3 separate regions of the Mus musculus genome follow, and regions 2 and 3 are each linked to region 1. A link is a contact called in public Hi-C and HiChIP or PLAC-seq data. All regions are on one chromosome and are shown on one strand. The core of a region is the stretch at or near the end of the contact, and the rest is flanking DNA. Distances in the headings are between cores, read along the strand shown.

What was found. A called contact is a pair of places that touch in the nucleus more often than the background predicts. HiChIP or PLAC-seq counts read pairs in DNA pulled down with a chosen protein or histone mark.
Region 2: a contact with region 1 is called in an H3K27ac HiChIP or PLAC-seq map of microglia, with 6 times the contacts expected there. The contact joins two enhancer-like sites. A contact is called at or near these places in 2 of 39 promoter capture datasets (hippocampal neurons and pre-B cells), 2 of 15 datasets of contacts at CTCF or cohesin (large pre-B cells and pro-B cells), 12 of 484 Hi-C or Micro-C datasets (B cells, cerebellar granule neurons, cerebellum and 8 more) and 7 of 115 datasets of contacts at active chromatin or transcription factors (T-cell acute lymphoblastic leukemia, bone marrow-derived dendritic cells, embryonic stem cells and 3 more).
Region 3: a Hi-C map of bone marrow-derived macrophages shows a contact between it and region 1, with 9 read pairs. The contact joins two enhancer-like sites. A contact is called at or near these places in 2 of 39 promoter capture datasets (cranial neural crest and hippocampal neurons), 1 of 484 Hi-C or Micro-C datasets (bone marrow-derived macrophages) and 2 of 115 datasets of contacts at active chromatin or transcription factors (astrocytes and large pre-B cells).

The regions. Positions count from the first base shown.
Region 1 is chr5:141,082,807-141,087,247 of GRCm38.p6, reverse strand. No RefSeq gene overlaps it. Among named protein-coding and RNA genes, the nearest start is that of Gm38730, 20 kb to the right of the region's middle. Within about 2 kb of position 2,352, at least 57 of the 459 cell types and tissues checked have an H3K27ac peak or open chromatin away from gene starts, as enhancers often do. A contact at or near this core is called in bone marrow-derived macrophages and microglia, where this site is marked.
Region 2 is chr5:142,441,647-142,446,087 of GRCm38.p6, reverse strand. All of the region lies in intron 2 of Foxk1 (forkhead box K1), which reads right to left. Among named protein-coding and RNA genes, the nearest start is that of Ap5z1, 20 kb to the left of the region's middle. Within about 2 kb of position 2,302, at least 68 of the 459 cell types and tissues checked have an H3K27ac peak or open chromatin away from gene starts, as enhancers often do. A contact at or near this core is called in microglia, where this site is marked.
Region 3 is chr5:142,378,521-142,382,961 of GRCm38.p6, reverse strand. Gm31127 (a long non-coding RNA gene) reads left to right here. Exons shown (of 4, transcript XR_377178.3): 3 at 1,355-1,414; 4 at 2,675-3,272. Among named protein-coding and RNA genes, the nearest start is that of Gm31127, 7.5 kb to the left of the region's middle. Within about 2 kb of position 2,266, at least 71 of the 459 cell types and tissues checked have an H3K27ac peak or open chromatin away from gene starts, as enhancers often do. A contact at or near this core is called in bone marrow-derived macrophages, where this site is marked.

The DNA of each region.
Region 1 (4,441 bases), core at 1,103-3,602:
CCATCTACTGCTGTGCCTCCCTGCCATTAAAGACTCTCTCTCGAAGCCATAAGCCCAAATAAACTTTTTCTTCCTCAGGTCTCTTTAGGTCATGGTGTTTTGCCATAGCAACTAAAAGTAGTTAAGCACCCTGAGTCCACACCCCTTCTTAGATAGCTGTTGCCCAGCAAGCAGCTGATAGAGAGGCAGTCTCAACTTCCTGATCAAGCCTCCAAACAGATCCTGCTACATCTTCACCAACAACAACCTACATATTTTAAAGCCTTGTTTCTTTCATACCTAAAACATGTATGTTTGTGTAAATGTGTATATGTGTATGTATGTGTGTATATATGTATATGTATTTTGCATGTGTGTATTGTGTATGTGTGTATATATGTGTTTGTATACATGTATTTTACATGTGTGCTTGTGTGTATATATGTATATTTGTGCATATATGTATATTGGTTTATATGTATATTTATGTGTGTTTGTGTGTAAATGTATATTTTTAATGTGTACATTTGAGGTTTTGTGTGTATATATATATTTGTATATATGTGTGTATATTTGTGTGTGTTTGTGTGTATGTTTATGTATGTATATGTATTTGTGTACATGCATTTTGTGTGTATATGTATATCTGTGTATGTATATATTTTATGCATATAGTATATTTTGTGTATAGGTATATTTGTGCCTGTTTGTATATAAATGTATATTTGTATATGTGTGTATATGTATATTTGTTTGTCTATGTGCATATTTGTGCATGTATGTGTACATATTTGTGTTTGTGTGTGCATGTATATTTGTGTATACATATTTATATGCTTGTATTTGTGTGTGTACATGTATATTTGTGTATATATACGTGTGTGTGTGTGTGTGTGTGTGTTTATGTGTGTGCTGGGGTGAATTTTTTTGGTGATGCAGCTGCCTCTTAGTCCTAAATGCTCCTGTATGTAGTCCTAGCAAGCTCACTGATCCAGCAGCTGGGTCTGGAAGAAAAATACAGCCTGTTGTCACTACCCTACCTGAGGTGAATAGACATTTGCTCATGTCTCTCAAAAGAAGTCACACAACACCTAGCCACCTCAGGACCAGTCCCAGACAAACCAAAGACAGTTTCAAGGACCCATACACACTGGAATCACTCAAGTAAGTCAGCCCTGGGAACTGCAGATATGGCTCAGTGCTCGTATACTGATGGCCCTGAGTTTGATCTCCAGCACTGGGGAAAATCCAACCCAAACAACAAAGCAAATACCCAATGCTAAGCCTGCCTGCCCTGCCTTAGGGATCCATTGTCGGAAGTCACACTGAAGGCCCTCCTGACCAGGGCAGGTACTTCCCAGCATGCCCTGCGATCTTCTCCTCCCCCCCCCCCCCCCCCCCGCCTCCCTATCCTGGGGATTTGTGAGTACAATCTTCCTCTGGGGCAATCATTTCTGTGAAAGCGTGTCTCACCATCTGCAGCAAAAACAAATCTCAAGTGCAATGAAAACACAGGCCTGTCTGCCAGGTGGAGCGCTGGCCCAGGGGACACAGGCGATGCGTGGTGCCCCCTCTGGGGTCCACACTGCGGTAGCTGGAAAGAAGTGAGGTGTGGCTGTGGGCTTCACTAGGAGAGAGAACCAGAGAAACTCGATCAATGGGCTGCATGGGGCAAAGCAGGGTGGAAGGGATCATCAGAAGGGAGAAGTTCAAGGGCAGCTAGGAGCGGGGAGTAGGTGGGGGTGGGGGGTGGGGGTGGGGAACAAGTTTGCGTCTGGGTGCTAGCACAGAGAAAACAGGTACAGGAGGTGCTGAGAATAGAAGATGGCACCTTGAAAGAACTGGTAAGGATTAGTAAGGCTTCGATGATGATGGAGGTCCTAGCGAGGCAGACAAGCATAGGGACAACTTAGCGACCTGGAACCCACTTGGCTTCAATTACACAAATGCCTTTTGGAAACCCCACCTTCATCAAACCTTACGCACCCGTGTATCCAGGAGTCTATTCTCACTCCAAACTCGAGTTCCCTAGAAATTCCCCTTTCGTTGCTAAACACATCCTGAAGTGTATTTTGGAACTAGGAGCAGCAAGCGGGACAATACCTCCTGGACTGGTTTCAAGTGCATGTACAATAAGGCAAACTATCCTGTGGGTGAACTTTTAGGAAAAACTCCCTAATTTGCCATCTTATTAATGACTGGATGTACACACGATTAAAGTCAGATGCATTGTGGGAAAGGGTATGTACACTGAACAAAAGCCTACATAACCCAAGTCTGTCAATCAAAAGCAGAAACCACCCTCACTCCGCCCATAGCAACCAATCCCTCAAGAACCCATAAAAGGAAGTCCCCGGAGGTCACGGGGAGGGGGGGGAGGGGGGAGGGGGGAGGTTGAGCGACAAGCTTTCTCAGAGCTGAGTGTTCCCTTACAGCCTTATCTACCCTATACCTTCGCTCTGATTCTGAATAAAATCCTTCGTTGCTTCTCTCTTTGAGCACACTTTTTTCAATTCTTTAAACAAGAAGCCAAGTTCCTAGAAACCCCGGTCTAGACAGACCACAGTTAACACTAGTTAACAAGACTGCTTGGAACTTTAGACTTTGTTAGACAAAGAGGGTCTCTAATGAAGGCTAAGCCGAGACAATGCCATTAGCATCCATCTGAGCTCAGCATTGTCTCATGAGGAATCTGCGCTGCTCAGTGTTAGGATTCCACTGTGAGTCGCCCTGATCAGCTCATGGGTTTGAACACTTGCTCCCCAGCTGATGGCGCTATATGGGGAGTTTAGCAAACGGGAAGTGGGGCCCAGCTGGAAGGAGTAGATCACTGCAAGCTTTCTGCCCAAACTCTTTGCTTCCTGGTTCAAAGAGATGAGAAGAAACAGGTGTCTGTGGCTTCTGCAGAGCCAATCCCAGCTGCCACACTTTCTCTGCCATGACGGACTACATCCCCTTTATCTGTTTGCCCAAATAAACTCTTCATCTCGGAAGCCATTCCTGCCAAGTGTTTTGTCCTAGTGAGGAGAAAAGTAACTAACGCTAGCGCAGCTTGCACTGGCTCCGTGAGCAGACGGAGGGAGCAGCTGTTGCAGGCAGAGATGGCAGAGCAGTCACAGTCTGGAGTCATTAAGGACGTGGCACCAGGTTGGTGACTGAAATATGTGTGCTTCAGTGGCAGAACGAGGCCAGCCTCAGAGTCCCTTGACTCTAATAGGTAAAGGGGGGAGGGGTCACATAGCTAGAGCAAGGGCAAGGGCAACTTTGAACTTGGGAATAGATCCTACAGGGAGCTACTTGAACACAGACCTGGAGGCGGGGTTTGGAAGTCATGTGCTCTTGTTAGTAGGGGCTGTAAACTTTAATTCCCATCCTCCAGCGACCCACTTGCTCCGTAAGTTCCACTTCCTTGAGGTTCACAAAGCTGAGCTGCCACCTGGGGACCCAGTATTCCAACATGTGAGCCTTTGGGGAACAGAGCACACCATATCCATCACACTAAGCTCATTTGCATCCTTATTTCTTCACTCGATCATTTCCCTCCTTTTCTTTCTCCCTTTCATCTAAACTCTAAACTGTGTAGTAAACAGTTTAGTTTCTCTCTAAACTGTGTTTTGAGTATTATCCTACATGGGTGTTAAGAAAACCCCGATGCTAAATTTTTGTGATATAAAAAAAAACCACCCAGTTTTACCATCTTCTTCTTCTTCTTCTTCTTCTTCTTCTTCTTCTTCTTCTTCTTCTTCTTCTTCTTCTTCTTCATTTTCTTCTTCTTTTTCTTCTTCTTCTTCTTCTTCTTCTTCTTCTTCTTCTTCTTCTTCTTCTTCTTCTTCTTCTTCTTCTTCTTCTTCTTCTTCTTCTTCTTCTTCTTCTTCTTCTTTAAAAGGCACAATCTCACGCAACCCAGGCTGGCCTTAACCTCACTGTTTACTGAAGATGCCCCTCTGATCTTCTGCCTCCACTTCTCAAATACTGGGATTACAGATGTCTTACATGGATTCATGCTTTGTGCAAACCAGGCAAACACTCTACCAACAGAGCTACATGACCAGCCCTTAAAATTGTGAGACAAGGCCATCCTCCTTTCTCAGTCTCCCAAGTGCAGAGAGTACATATGTGTGCCACCACGCCTTGTCCCCTCACATATGTGCACCACCATGCCTGGCCCCCATTTCCACTCTTTCATACTTAGAATGAATGAAGAATTCATTTACTCCACATGAGGTTGGACAGTGAATGGGAAATGTCTGGAAGGCCAGAACTTGCCTTTCCCAATTGCTGTCTACCTTTTTTAAAGCTTCTATTGTATTTTAAAATGGTATTCATATGTGTATTGTGGTAGCAGTATATGCATATGCATGAGGGTGTTTTTAGAGGCAGAAAAACTTATCAGTTGCCCTGGAGCTAGAGTTACAGGTAGCTGTGAGCTACCCAGTGTGGAGACCAGAAATCAAACTCCAGT
Region 2 (4,441 bases), core at 1,053-3,552, 1.4 Mb before region 1:
CACTTATCTAGAAGAGAGGGGCTGGGGTTGTGGTCAGTGGCAGAGGGCTTGCCTAGCATGTGTGAGACTCTGGGCTCAGGATGCATTTATGCCCCTCCCCCACTTGAGAAGGCAACCTCAGCTGATTCAGCCTGGCTCCTGCCAGTGAGTGATCCTTGTGTGGCCACAGTTGGGATGTGCAACGAGCACTCCAGTCCTGAGTCTGTAATGGCGGTTTCCCAGCAGCCTCTGCGAGGCAGACAGCAGAACAGCATGCTTTCTCAATCCACCTCCCTGAACAACCGCTGCAAGCAGGCTACAAGGAGAGAGCTGCGCCTGAGGCAGGGCATCCTGCGGCTGGGGCTCAGGTCTCAGAGCCTTAAAATGACCACTGGGACCGCGGAATCCCTGGCCAAGTGAGGAGAAATTCACAACAAGGGTGAACAGCCGAGAGGGTTGGAGCCTGCAGACCAGCCTATGGCAGCAAGACTGACTCTGCCTTTAAAACCCAAACAAACAAACAAACAAACAAACAAAACCAAAACAAACCTAAAAGCTGTCCTCACAGAACCACAGTGAAACAACAGAGATGCCTGCAAGGTTGCTCTGATCCTGGGGAGTCAAGGTTGATCCTGGGGATCAAGGTTGCTCTGATCCTTCAGGAGGAGCCTTTTGCTTCTAGGGAAGGCAGAGCCCTCCCTGTGGGGAACCCAGGACTCAGTCCCTAAAAAAACTGACTGGCTCCACCCTGGAGCCAGAGAGCCAGGACTTGGTGGAGGGCCGGCTTGGAGAGTGTGATGGAGTCTGCATACAGGAAGCAGAGCCGAATAAACTCATGCCTGTCACTGTCAAGTAAGTTGCTGTTGGCCAATGAGAGACCCTGTCTCAAACAACAGAGAGGAAAACCGAGCACAGCCTCAGAGGAGTTCACACACACACACACACACACACACACACACACACACACACACACACACGCACGCACGCGCGCACGCACACACACACACCCGGTGGTGAGCACACTCTGAAGACAATGATGAAGCTTGCAGGCTGTAGTGCCAGTCAGCTCCTGGGGACTGGCCTGGCCCTGGCCTGTTCCAGCAGCAACCTTGATAATCTCATGCTGGCCCTGTGACAGCCTGGGCCACACCCTGGAGCCTGGCTTGCTTGACTCCTCAGTCATGCCGAGAAACACTGCTGCCTGGCTCAGGTGTCCAGGGCCCCTGACAGGCACAGGCAGCCATACAGGCAGTCACTTCTTACTTTCTTTTTCTTTTCTTTCTTTCATTTATACAGGGGAGGGAACATGCTAATCTTCTCCAGGGCCTCTTTAGCTGGCCTTGAACTTGCTAAGCAGCTGAAGGAGGCTTTGAACTCCACTGCACTTCTGCATGTTACTGTGAGCAGATTTCAAACAGAGAAACCTGAATGGAGGAGGAGTACCACACCCCACCCTACCCAACACCTTGACAGTGTCAGTAGCAGGGCCTCTCTGGTCACTTTCTTCCAGTGCCAGCCTCACAGCCAGTGTGGAGACCCTAGAACTGCTGGGTTCAGGGGAACAGTACTGTCAAATTGGGGGTGGAGGGTTACAGTCTGCAAGGGCTGCCAGGGCCAGGGCTGTGAAGGTACCACAGCTGGTAAAGTGCTGGCCACATAAGTATGAAGATCTGAAATTGATGTCTAGAACCTACATCAAAAAGCTGGGTGTGGTGGCTGGCACTTGTAATCCCAGCACGGAGGAGGCAGGAGGCAGGGGGCAGGGGGCAGGAGGGTCCCTGGGACTCACAGGCCAGTCAGCCTAGAGTAACTGGGGGGTTTTAGGCCAGGGAGTGCACCCTGAGGACACTGGGGAGAACTGGTACCTGAAGTTGAACTCTGCCCCCCCCGCCCCCCACGGGTTTGGGCACAGGGTTGTCACCCAGCTACTCGGGCAGCTGAGGTCCGAGCGAGAACAGGCAGTGAAGGGACTCGAGGTCGAGGACTTGCCTCCCAATCTCAAGTCCCTCAACAGTGTTTTCAAAAGGGGCCGAGTCACCAGGCTGGCGGGGCGGCCGCTCAGGACCCTTCTCGGGAAGTAGGTGAAGAATGCTCCTTAATAACCCGAGAGGAGTAATTCAAGAAAGAAAGACATGTGAGTCCAGGATGGAACCTTTTCCTCCCGGAAGTCCTGGATGAGGAGGAAGACCACTCGTGGGTCAGAAGGTCCTACCTAGAGCCAGGGCCGGGCTGCGGAGGCAGCAGCCTGCCAGAAGGGTGCGGGACACCGAGCACGCTGGACCACACAGAAAAGGGGAATTACAAACCCCAAGATGGGGAAAACAAGACAGAGTACAAGGAAGGAAATGGCTGGGCCCCGTAATTGTGACACACATACAATAGGAGACTCTGGCAGGAGCTGAACCAAAGACGATGGAACTTTACTGGGGAGAGGGAGGAGACGTGAAATCCAAAGTCCCTCTCGGAAACACGAGGCCCTGACGCAGAAGGACGCCTGCAAAGGGCAGGCCATGCGGGACAAGCCAGAGGGGCCCTAGGGGAGTCCCTCCACTGTGGGAACCGCACGACACCCACCATTTACTGCTGAGTTTGAACAAAAGGGCAGAGAAGGAAGATCTTCAGAGGCAAACACTGCAGACTTATCCTCAAGCATGTCTGTGCCCTGCGCAGGTGAGGTGCTCTGCGCAGGTGAGGTAGGTGCCCTGCGCAGGTGAGGTGCCCTGCGCAGGTGAGGTGCCATGCGCAGGTGAGGTAGGTGCCCTGCGCAGGTGAGGTGCCCTGCGCAGGTGAGGTAGGTGCCCTGTGCAGGTGAGGTGCCCTGTGCAGGTGAGGTGCCCTGCGCAGGTGAGGTGCCATGCGCAGGTGAGGTGCCCTGCGCAGGTGAGGTGCCCTGCGCAGGTGAGATAGGTGCCCTGTGCAGGTGAGGTGCCCTGTGCAGGTGAGGTACCCTGTGCAGGTGAGGTGCTTGCAGGCAAGCCTGACAGACAATGCAAGTTCAGTTCCCTGAACCTGCCTGCGTGGTAGAAGGGTGTAGCACGGTGTGTGCGCGCACATACATACTAATAAATACATGGATTTTGTTTTGTTTTGTTTTTTGTTTTTGTTTTCAAAAAGAATGTGTTCTTCTAAGGTAAGTGTCATGTTACTTAAGTCCCTGGAGCTCCTTCAAAAGATTAACTTTGCTTCTGAAACCACAAAGTACCCAAGGTGGAAAACACCCTAATATTAGGTACTCGTTTAAAAATCGTGTGCATATGATGTGTGTATATGTAATTATATATGTATGTATGCATGTATGTGTGCAGGTCAGAGGACAGCTCAGCTAGCTGGGCTATACGCTATCTTTGCATAGGTTCTGGAGATCTGAACTTGGTCTCACCACTGACCAGCCCAGCCCAATATCAGCTACCTTTAGGCAGTCTTACGGCAGGAGAGGGGAGCCATCGCCCTATATCTGGGGGTCTGATACTGGATCTGGGCTCTCAGGCCTTTGCCAGGCCAGGTCTATGTTTTTCGAAGACTTCTCACCGGTGCGACATCTGGGGAGGAAGGGCTGTCCAGTGCAGACACGGTGACCATACAAAAGTTCCCTGCAGGCTGATGAGACAGAGCCCAAGTGGTGCTACACAGGGACACACACCTCAGATGCAGCCACTGGGATCCCAGGAGAACTGGGATGGCCCCCACCAAGCTCGACTGGAAACCCAATGTTGCAGCACCCCAGACAGTGCAGGATGACACACAAACAGCAGGGACAGGCCAAAGGAACACGGAGGGCCCTAAACCCGCTGGTGGGGAGAAACCAAGTTGTCAGATGGGAAAGGAAACAAGGTAAGGCCTGTTGGTGCAGACAGGGACAGGAAACAGCAGACTCAGTGTCCGTAGATGCCTAGAACATTCGATGCCGCCTTCAAGTTCTAATGTGATCACAGGAAGGTTACACAACCTGAAGGAAGCACCAAAGTTTGCCAGGAAGACAAGCATTCAGGAGGCTCCTTTTCCAGAGGTACGCATGCAGAGACCTCCAGGTGTCCCTGAAGTCCTAGACAGCACAGAGCCTGACACACACCATCGCTTCCTACGTTCCTACGTTCCTACTCCACGATAAAGCGTGGCCTGTAACTTACCGGCAGAACTTGCTGTGCTGCTGGTCTTTGGCACGCCTGAATTTGACCCTCCCCGCCCTCTCCCAGTACTGATGCATGCCAGGTTAAGTGATCTACCATGGGGCTTCATCCCCAGCCCACAGTGCAGACTGGGTAATCCAGCCACCCACCAGATACACTGGGCAGGGAGTCACACACAGGGGAGGAGCTATGCAGCGCTGCACTTGATTGAAGACTTGTAACTTGCTCATTTTCTGCAGTTTTCCACTTGGTATTTTTGGACTGTGCATAACTGAAACCACAAGCAAGTGAAACTAAGGCTGGGAGTGGGTTGGGGTGGGGAGGGGAGGGGCGGG
Region 3 (4,441 bases), core at 1,017-3,516, 1.3 Mb before region 1:
ATACATACACCACCCTGTGTATAATGAAATTGTTTCCATTTTATAAGTGGATGTTTTATCTACATTTAAGTCTATACACGGCATTTGTGAAGTTCTGCAGAGGCCTGAGGAGGGCAAGAGACATCTTGAGAATGGAGCTGCAGACTGTTGTGAGCCACCATGTGGGGGTTGTCCATCCAACTTGTATCCCCAGCAAGAGCAGCCAGTGCTCTTAACCATTGAACCATCTCCCCATTCTCCTAAAATAAATCTTAAAAATAGAGCAGAGCACAGGTCCCTGTTGCTTCTGGTGTTTCAGAGTCTGTTTCAGTCTCTGATCGCGTCTGTTATCTTTCCTCTGGGGCTGAAAGCCGTTGTTCCTGGGAACTTTTCCCATCTGATTGAATCTCTCAGTTAAAAACCTCTTTTTTCAAGCCTGCAAACTAGGTTCCCAAAAACACAACACAACCAAAAGGCTCAGGCTACTTCCAGAAATACACACACACACACACACACACACACAGAGAGAGAGACCCATTTATATGTGAACAAGTCCTACAACATACTAATTGTTTTCAGTACTGGTATCCATAGCACAACTGCTCGACCACTGAGCTACACCCCATTAACTGCGGGATTCCAGGCAGGTGTTCTACCAGTGAGCTATACCCCAGCCCCTCACTGGGGGATTTTAGGCAGGGGCTCTACCACTGAGCCACGCCCCAGTCCCTCATTGGGGGATTCTAGGCAGGGCTCTACCACTGAGCCATACCCCCAACCCCTCACTGGGAGATTTTAGGCAGGGGCTCTACCACTGAGCCACGCCCCAGCTCCTCACTCGGGGGGGGGGGGGGGGGGGGGTTCTAGGCAGGTGCTTTACCACTGAGCACATTTGTTATCTTTTTTATTTTGACACAGGGTCTCACTAAATTATGTAGCCTGATCTTGAGACTGCTCTATGGCCCAGTCAGGTCTTGAACTTGTGATCAATCCTCCTGCCTCAGCATCCTGCGACTCTGGGATCAAAGGTCTGTGACCATAGAACTTTGTGTTTTCTTGCTTTGTGATGCACACAGAGGATCACAGAGATCTATCTTTGGGGTAAATTTGCTCATGTGCTGGCATGTGTGTGGGGTGTGTGCAAGGCAGACTGTGGGGCCAGACACCTAGGGTTCCAGCGGTTCCCCTTCCCACACGACAATATATAAGTTACTCCATGTTTCTGCATACCCCAGATTCTCAATTTCATGTAGTCTCTCAGAGTAATGATGTCATGTGACTATGAAGCTTAAGAATTCCCACTGTGTGTATAAGCAAGTTCACAATAATCACATTATTTATTCATTCAAAACTGAAATAACTGTTCTTCTACTAGGTACTACTCTCCAGGAATGGCAGCTTATACCACCACTTGCGAAGCTGAGAAAGGAGAATTGTGAGTTTAAGATCATTGTTGAATAACAGCAAATTTGAAGCCAGCCTGGGCTACACAGAAAGAGCCTATGTCAAAACAGCAACAACAGCAATAATAATGGTCAAATGTGGTTATTCAGCATTAATTTCAAATTTTATTTAATCTAAAACCATAACCAAAACTTACATTTGAGAAAACTGGGAGGGTCACCTGGTAGCGAAGTGGGTTAAAGGAGCTTGCCACCAAACCAGACAGCTTGAGTTTGAAGGAGAGAACCGATTGCCACAAGTTGTCCTCAGACTTATGTGTCCCTGGGTATGAGTGCTCCCACCACTAAACAAAAGAAATTTTAAAAATACAATAAACATTTAAAATAAATTAAACATAAAAAGAGCAGGACCCAAGGGAGGGAGTGCTCAATGAGAAAACTTCAGAACTGTGAACTTCAGAAAAGAAAGCTTTAAAGACAGTGGGGAGATAAAGTTAGGAGCTAACGGGTTCTGTGCTGAGGGTAGCAACATCTTTCCTTTTGTATTTTAAAGACAGGGTCTTACCATGTAGCCCAGGCTGGCCTTGAACTTGAAACTTCAGCTCCCTCCCCCGCCCCAAGTTTTGGGATTACAGATGTGCACCACCACCCATCTAGAACTATCACCCCATTTTTGAGCAAGCAGAAAGCCCACAGAGTTGCCCACTTCTGGGAAGAAGTGTGTCACCTCGGGAAGGAAGTGGTGTCTGAGATGGCCTGCCCCCCCCCCCCGCCCCCCAGCCTGGCTTTTGGCCATTTAGAAACAGCATAGCTGTGTTAAACACACAGAGTGCTGGGATAATTGGAAACAGATGAGGTGCAGCCTGCTTCTTTTGACTGTTGCTTGCGAAATGCAGCCTGTAACAGCCATGTGGTGTGGGGAAGCTGTGCTAGGCAGGCGGGTTTGCCAAGGATGTCTTGTACCTATGGGCCACACTTTTTTTTCCTGCTCTGCGAAGCCTAGTATGCTCCAAGGGAGAGGGAGAACAAGCTGTCTACGAGTCTCCTAAGGTTTAATGTAAGATTTCATCTATATGATGTCATTTTACATCCCTTTTTGGGCGGTGTGGGGGTATAAGCACACAAGTGTGTACATGGGCATAGACTGAGACCTTGTCTGGGAACAGGGAACTCAGTTGAGAAAATGCCTCCATTAATTGGCCTGTAGGCAAGCCTGTTTTTTTTTTTTTTTTTTTTCTATTTGAGAGAGTGTCACTCTTTCAAGCTCTGGCTATCATGGAATTCTCTTACAGACCAATCTGGCCAAACTCAGAGACCTGCCCCGCTCCCAAGGTGCTGGGATTCAAGGCGCCCACCATCACACCCTGCTACCATTTTCTCGATTAATGATTGATACAGGATATTATGGCTTGTATATGCTCAGGGAATGACACTATTAGCAGGTGTGGCTTTGTTGGAGTAGGTGTGTCACTGTAGGCGTGGGCTTTAAGACCCTCATCCTGACTGCTTGGAAGTCAGTCTTCTCTTAGTGGCCTTCAGATGAAGATGTAGAACTCTCAGCTCCTCCTGCACCATGCCTGTCTGGATGCTGCCATGTTCCCACCTTGATGATAATGGACTGAACCACTGAACCTATAAGCCAGCCCCAATTAATTAAATGTTGTCCTTTATAAGAGGTGTCTGTTCATGGTGTCTCTTCACAGTAGCAAAATCCTAACTAAGACATGGGAGGTGATGCCACCCCTGTGCAGATGGTCCTGCCATGAGGAACAAGCCATTAAGCGGTGTTCCTCCATGATCCCTGCTTCCGTTCCTGCCTCCAGTTCTTACCCAGATGTCTCTCCATAATGCACTGTAAGCTGTAAGCCAACTAAACGGTTTCCTCTCCAACTTGTTTTTGGTGATGCAGTTTTGTCACAGCAACAGAAAGCAAACTAGGACAGTTAGCAGCAAGTTCGCTCCATTCTTAGTAGCGCAGGAGTATCAGGCACCATGTGGCTTTTCTATGTGGGTGCTGGGGATTCGAACACAAGACCTTATGCTTGTGCAGTAAGTACTTTTACCTACTGAGCCACCTCCCAAGCCTCTTGAGCTCCCTTTAAAATGTAGGTCTCGAACTCAGAATTCTGTGCATCGTAGGCAACCACTAACCAAGCATACTCGCCCAGCTGTAGTTGTCAAAGCAAGAGGTAGTTAACATACAGATTCACTCTGAAATCTCCCTACCCAGCTTTCCCCAACAACACTGTGTAACTGTTTCCTCTGATTGGAATAGAGAAAAGCAGGGGGAGAAGTCTGGAAAACTCACAGGAAACTTGTACAACTCAGGAAGCTCAAGAAACTTACAGAACTCACAAGGCTCCTTCCTGTGGCTAGGTAAGTAGTAAAGAATTATGGGGGAAGAAAAGGTTCTTCCGTGGAGCTGCCTGCAAGTTGCATAGGAGGTTCCAGGTCTGCAGCTTCTGAGTCACCCACGCTGGGGTAGACTTTCCAGTGATACAGCTGCCTTTCCTTCAAGTCTCCCATGCTCCTATGAGGAACTCCAGGAACTCATTGGTTCCCCCATGAGACTCTGGTGAAACTGATTCTTTGGTCTGTCATGGTGTCTCCCTAGAAAAAGTCACACAAGCACATCTGTAGTCCCGCTTAGTCGAACACATCAGAAAATATGACGCTCAGATACATGTCATTCCCCTGCAGAGGCTGATGCTCCTCCGTGGCTTGCCAGAAACCAATTACTGTTCAAATGACAAAGACAGGAAGCATGTCCCAAGGAAGGCCACTTTCAGAGAACCTCTCCCCTCTGGCCAGAGCTCTGACGGTGACTGAGTAATTCTAGGTATGTCGTGAAGCAGTCAGTGGTGGCTGAAAGCTGCCCTTTCCCCTAGTTAACAGAACTTTAATTTCATACAGAGTTGTAAGGGGGCTCAGCCAGAAGAGCATCTCAGGGGCTGCAGAGATGGAGAGGTGGGTACTTCCTGCTCTTGCAGTGGACCAGTCCTATAAATCAAGCCACATCCTCAGCTCTGCAAGGGGGAAATGTTTGGTTGTACATTGGA